Regions from separate parts of the Ovis aries genome. Here region 1 is linked to region 2. A link is a contact called in public Hi-C data. All regions are on one chromosome and are shown on one strand. Each heading gives the region's core, a stretch centred on a gene start, on an enhancer-like site or on the middle of the called end of the contact. The rest is flanking DNA. Distances are from core to core; before and after follow the strand shown. Region 1 holds the start of YBX2 (Y-box binding protein 2). Region 2 holds the start of SLC16A11 (solute carrier family 16 member 11).

Region 1 (2,804 bases), core at 242-2,741, 170 kb after region 2:
CTCTCTAAGGGAGATGAGTTATGAGAGTGCTATGTGTACTGCCCAAAACAGGAAATGAGTGAGGATTCCGGCCGGAGGCACAGAGAGCAGGTACATACTGCCCCAAAGGCGGCGGCAAACTGAACCAGAAGGTGACACAGACCAGCTGCGAGGATCAGAGCCAGATTTGCCAACTTCCTAGATCATTAACCCTCTGCTGCCCTTGAAGATGTGGAGAAGCCTTCATCATGCCCACATCTGTGCTGTGGTTAAAGACTTTCAATCAGCATCAGCTGGACATTGCAACCATGTGCCTTGCTGGGGTAGAGATGAGGCTGGGAAGGTGTCCAGTCCCATAGATCAGTTTGGAAGACACCCATTCCACCCCCTCCCTGGGTTCCTCAGATACCTGTTGATGAATCCGTAACCATTCCGCACGTTGAACCATTTGACAGTGCCCAGGACTTGGATTGCTGCCAGGCAGAGATGCAGTGGGGGGCAGTAGGATAGGGGGAAGAGATGGAGTTGGACTCAGTTTTGGGACACTCCAAAATCTAACCAACCTATTATCTATTAAGCTAAACTTCACGCCAACCAGGTTTTACCCAGTAGCTCCAAGGCATTCTTACCCAATTCCACTAAATGCAACTGCCCATACAGCGCGGCTCAGGGTTTCAAACCTCTTCCGATTCTAAGGCATGTTCCTCACATCCTACAAATCTAGGCCCTTAACCTAGAAGCGGGTACTTACTTGGTCCACGAAGTTCCGCCCTCAGGTCATAACTGGGGTTTCTCTAGCCCTCCTATTTTAAGGGTCACTAGTGCACTTGCGTCCAGGGCTCAAATATTTACCTAATACTAGACCAAATCAACAAGATCGAGTCTCCTGCCCCGGGGGCGTGGTCAGACCCTAGCTGGACCGGCCAGCCACTCCTTCTCATCCAGGAAGACACTGCAGAATTTCCCACCAGGCAAACTCACTAAGGTCCGCTGGTCCTTTGAGCCTCGAGCCATACCGGCCTTCGGCTTTCCGGACCCCGCCGGTCTCCACGATGCCCCTCCCCCAGCCCGTCGACCCCCTCCCCCCGCCTCCCCCTTAGAGCCGCCCTGGCACGTGCCCCGCCCCTCACCCAGCACCGGCTTGTCCGCCTGACTCCGGGCCGGGGGCGCGGGGGTTCCCGAGGCCGCCGTTGCCGGGTTGCCAGGGGTGCGGGGGCCTGGCGCCGAGGGGGTCCCAACAGCTGGGCCCGAGGCCGTTCCGACCCCGCCGCTGCCCGCCCCGCCGCCTGCTTTCTGTGGCTCCCCTGCGGGCACCGGGACCACCACCGCTACCACCCCTGCCGCCGTCGCGGGCACCGTCGCCGCGGGGGCCGCTGTCGCCACCACTGCCGCCTCCGCCTCGCTCATCCCGCCGGGTCCACTACCGGCCCCCGCCGCCACCACCACCACCACCTCCTCCGCCGCCGCCGCCGCCACCGCCCCGGCCCCTCCCCCTGGCTCGCGAACCCACCGCCCCGCTCGGTCCTCGCGCCCCGAGCCTAGCCTGCACGCCGGCAGCCGGCCCTGAACCGAGGCCAATCGTAGCCCGCAGCCGCGGCGCGTGCAGGCCCCGCCTCCCGACCACAGGCCAATCCTAGCGGAGCGACCCCAGGGCCCGCACGCCAGCCCCGCCTCCCGGACTTCGCGCGGAGGCTGAGGCCCCCGCCCTCAGCCTAGTAAGTACACCTGGGCCCCGCCCCGAGGCCATCACGTGACATCCTCAACCCAACCCATTGGCCGACGGCCGCTTTCCCCTCCCCCCTCCGCCCCTTTCCACCGGCCGCGGGAAATCAAACGGGCTGGTCGCGCCCCAACCGCCACCTGGCCTCTACGCGAAGGGCGGGGCGAGGGCGCAGCTCCAAGGTTGCCCCTGACAACCCGGGCGGGGGCCTGAGCTCGTAACCTTGGTCCTGGCTGTGGGCGGCACGGCTCGCTTCCACTCTAGAGACCACCTTTGCCCGCACACCGCCGGTTGTGGTTGCTTTCTCCCAGCCTGCCCGACAGTCTCCCTAGAGGATGCCCTGTACCCTGGTCTGTGGGATCAGCCCGCGGGGCCAACCAGACTTTCCCAGGTCACGGTTGCTCTCTCAAGCCGAGCACTCTCACACTTGTTGGGTTGTTTTTGACGTATGATTTGCATACAGCAAAATGCACAATTCTTCGCTGAGTTTTGATAAACGCGTTCATCTATGCAATCAACACCCTAATCAAGGTGTTTTTCCTTGCTCTTGAACCCTTTCCGGGCAGGTCCAGACTCCTCACAAACGATCTTTTCCACCGGAGATCAGTTTCAGGATCCACAGTACTGGGTGCTTTGGTCTCCGGCTGAGCCTCGCTCTCCAGCTCCCTGCCCTCTCCCTGGCAGCTCCCTTTACCTTCTTTCTTTTATCCAACTAGTCAGGCTCTTCAGACTCAAGCCGAAGTGACATAGTGACTACTATGTCTCTATAGGTGACTTCTTCAAGTATCATCTTATATATCACTCCTCACTATGACTTCATCCTTTACTTTTCTCATGGCATTTTTGGAAATAGAAATTGCTTATTTACATTATTCCTGCCCCCTCCTCCGAAACTCTAGACCAGTGAACTCCATGGCAAGAACTGTTTAGTTATGTTTGACGCCTGGAACAGAGTCTGGCACAACATAGGCGCTCAATATTTCTTGAGCAGATAAACAGTCCCCATTCCACAGATGGGGCTTCCCTCATAGCTCAGCTGGTAAAGAATCCGCCTGCAATGCAGGAGACTCCTTTTCGATTCCTAGGTCGGGAAGATCTCCTGGAG
Region 2 (2,700 bases), core at 47-2,546:
CATCACGACGGGGCGCGCCCCCCAGCGGGTGCTCAGGGCACTGCCTACTGGGCCTGGAAGGGGGCGGAGTCAAGGAAGGCACGCCCCCTGGACCCCCAAACTCGCTCGAACACTTCTCATTGGCTGTTTTCCTGGCCTAAACTTCTCCCCCGCCTTAGAGCAACACCACCACCACTACCCTGCCCCGCTTCATCTCAAGGCCCACTCAATTCTAGAACTTAGAATTTTAAATTCGACCTAGGTCTGAAGGTCGAACTCTAAGGGTCGACTTTTCTTAGGTTGTTTGTTAACTAGTCAAGTGTGTCCTCTACCACTGCTCTCAAGGCACTTCCCCCCACCCCAGTTCCTACCTCCCACCTCGGGGCCCCTCCTCACTGGCTGCCTGCTGCACTGCCAGGGCCAGGGCGCTGACCCACGCCGTCTCCTGAGCGTTTCGGTCAAAATACTCCGCGAAGTCAGGGAAGGCGAGGCCCAGGGAGCGTAACACCCCGTAGGAGAGCCCATTCACCGCGAACCCTGCGGCCGCCACCACCCAGCCCCAGCCTCCGTCCGGGGGTCCGGTTGGCTTGGGGGTCATCATCTCCTGCGGAAGGGGGAACATCTATCAGAGAAGTCGCCACGTCTGTGTCTCCTTTATGGATCTTAGCATACCTGAGATCCAGCCCTGAGCACCACAGGACGGAGGCGGGGGGGGGGGGGGGCGGTGTTCGGGCCTAGGGCTAGAACTCCAGGTCCGCGCCGTACAAGAGCGGGATAACAGCCAGATCCCCCAGTTCTGAGACTCCCCCTCCCACACACACCAGGTTCCCCTTACCCGACCTCTCTGGGCGGTCCGGGGGAGGGGAAGGGCGAAGAAAGGCTCGGCCCGGTTTTCTCCCCGCTTCCCCAGAGGGCGGGGCCTTAGAGGGGAGCAAATGCAGAGATGGAGCCCAACTTGGACCGGCTCTCAAGGTAAACAGAGAGCGCCACAGGGCGCCTGAGCCACCTGGGACGCGCGGGCGGGGGGATGGGGAGTGTCGAGGGCTGGGGCGAGCTGAGACAGCCAATCCACCGAGCCGAGTCCCACGGGGATTGAATTATCCATTTACACCCCCAATCCCAAGGAAGGGAGGGGCGAGGAATAAACACCTCCCCGCCCATGCCCACGCACCTTCAGCTGGCTGCGCACCCGGGAGATGCATGGATTGCAATCGCCAGCCTCCCCAACGTTGGTAGGCAACGCACGGAAATAGTGTCCTCCCAAAGCCTGAGGGGATGAGTAGCTCCAACGTTCTCAGGGAACGTTGCTGGAGAACCTGGTAAACCTCGGGTGTCAAATCACAGACCAGTACATGTTGCATGCTCAACGACAATACGCCCTCCAGGACAGAGCGGAAGGAAGAGGACTTCCTTGTGATGGGCCAGGGACATATACACGTCATGTTGCATCTTCACAATCACCCTGTGAAAAGGTGTTCCCTCCATTTTACAGATGAAGTCACTGAGACTTAGAGAAGTTATGTGATTTGCCCGAGTCGCCAAACTTAAAAAAAGAAAGAAAGAAAGTAAGAAAAATATTTGAGTCTGGGTCTGTCCAACTGTGGAACCATCCAAGAACAGACCTACTACTGAAATAGAATCTGCCACCACGGAGGGAAACTGCCTGGAGACAATTTGATGCCAAACTGACCTGGAAATGGTAGATTGATTCTGAGCTAGGGGTTTCTGGGGCTAGAAAGGATTCTTGGGATCAGAATCCCTGAAGATTTAGATGGGAATTTTAAAAACAAAGTAAGAAATCCGAAAATTGAACCCAGGTATTGATTTCTTGGAAAAACTTTCCTTTTTACATTAAGATTGATTTACTTTGAATCAAGGGTTTTGTTCTCTCCTTTATTAAACAACATCAGAGAAAACCTGGCAGTTTACATTACTGTTTGGCCGACAGCCACATTACCCGACAGCCACATGGTGGCAGTGTTTCCTAATTGTTGAATAAATAAAAAAAAAATAAAAAACAGCACTATTCATGCCTGGAGAATCCCATGGACAGAGGAACCTGGAAGGCTACGGTCCATGGCGTTGAAAAGAGTCAGACGCAACGAATGACTGAGCACACACACACGTTTTACTGTGTAAGAATTACATCTCAATAAAGCTGATTTTTAAGGTTAAAGAAATCTTAGATTGGTGAGGATGTAGAGAGAAAGAAACACTTAGCACTGTGGATGGAAATGTAAACTGGTATAGCCAGTATATAGAAGTGCCTCAAAATATTAAAAATAGAACTGCCATGCTGTGCTGTGCTTAGTCTCTCAATCATGTCTGACTCTGCAACCACATGAACTGTAGTCCAGCAGGTTCTTCTGTCCATGGGGATTCTCCAGGCAAGAATACTAGAGTGGGTTACCATGCCCTCCTCCAGGGGATCTTCCCAATCCAGCGATAGAACCCAGGTCTCCTTCATTGCAGGCAGATTCTGTACAGGCTATCAAAGAGGTATCTGCACTTATGTCTTCATTGGAGCATCATTCACAATAGTCAAGATATGGCAAGAACCTAAGTGTCTATCAATGAATGAATGGATAAAGAATAATATAATACTCCATTAGTTTGTTGTCCAGTGGCTAAGTCTTGTCCAACTCTTTGTGACCCCATGGACTGAAGCATGTCAGGCTTCCATGTCCTTCACTCTCTCCCAGAGTTTGCTCAAAATTTTGT

The links. Hi-C and Micro-C count contacts between places; a contact is called where the count stands out from the background.
Region 1: a contact with region 2 is called in a Hi-C map of tail adipose tissue, with 4 times the contacts expected there. The contact joins the promoter of YBX2 here to the promoter of SLC16A11 in region 2. A contact is called at or near these places in 2 of 16 Hi-C or Micro-C datasets (omental adipose tissue and tail adipose tissue).

The regions. Positions count from the first base shown.
Region 1 is chr11:26,886,200-26,889,003 of ARS-UI_Ramb_v3.0, forward strand. It overlaps YBX2 (Y-box binding protein 2), which reads right to left and starts at 1,492. Exons shown (of 9, transcript XM_042256600.2): 1 at 1,110-1,492; 2 at 389-452. The coding sequence starts at 1,386.
Region 2 is chr11:26,712,840-26,715,539 of ARS-UI_Ramb_v3.0, forward strand. SLC16A11 (solute carrier family 16 member 11) reads right to left here and starts at 1,297. Exons shown (of 5, transcript XM_042255636.2): 1 at 1,151-1,297; 2 at 351-583; 3 at 1-53. The coding sequence starts at 504. It overlaps LOC101117600 (C-type lectin domain family 10 member A), which reads right to left. Exons shown (of 9, transcript XM_042255639.2): 9 at 2,086-2,700.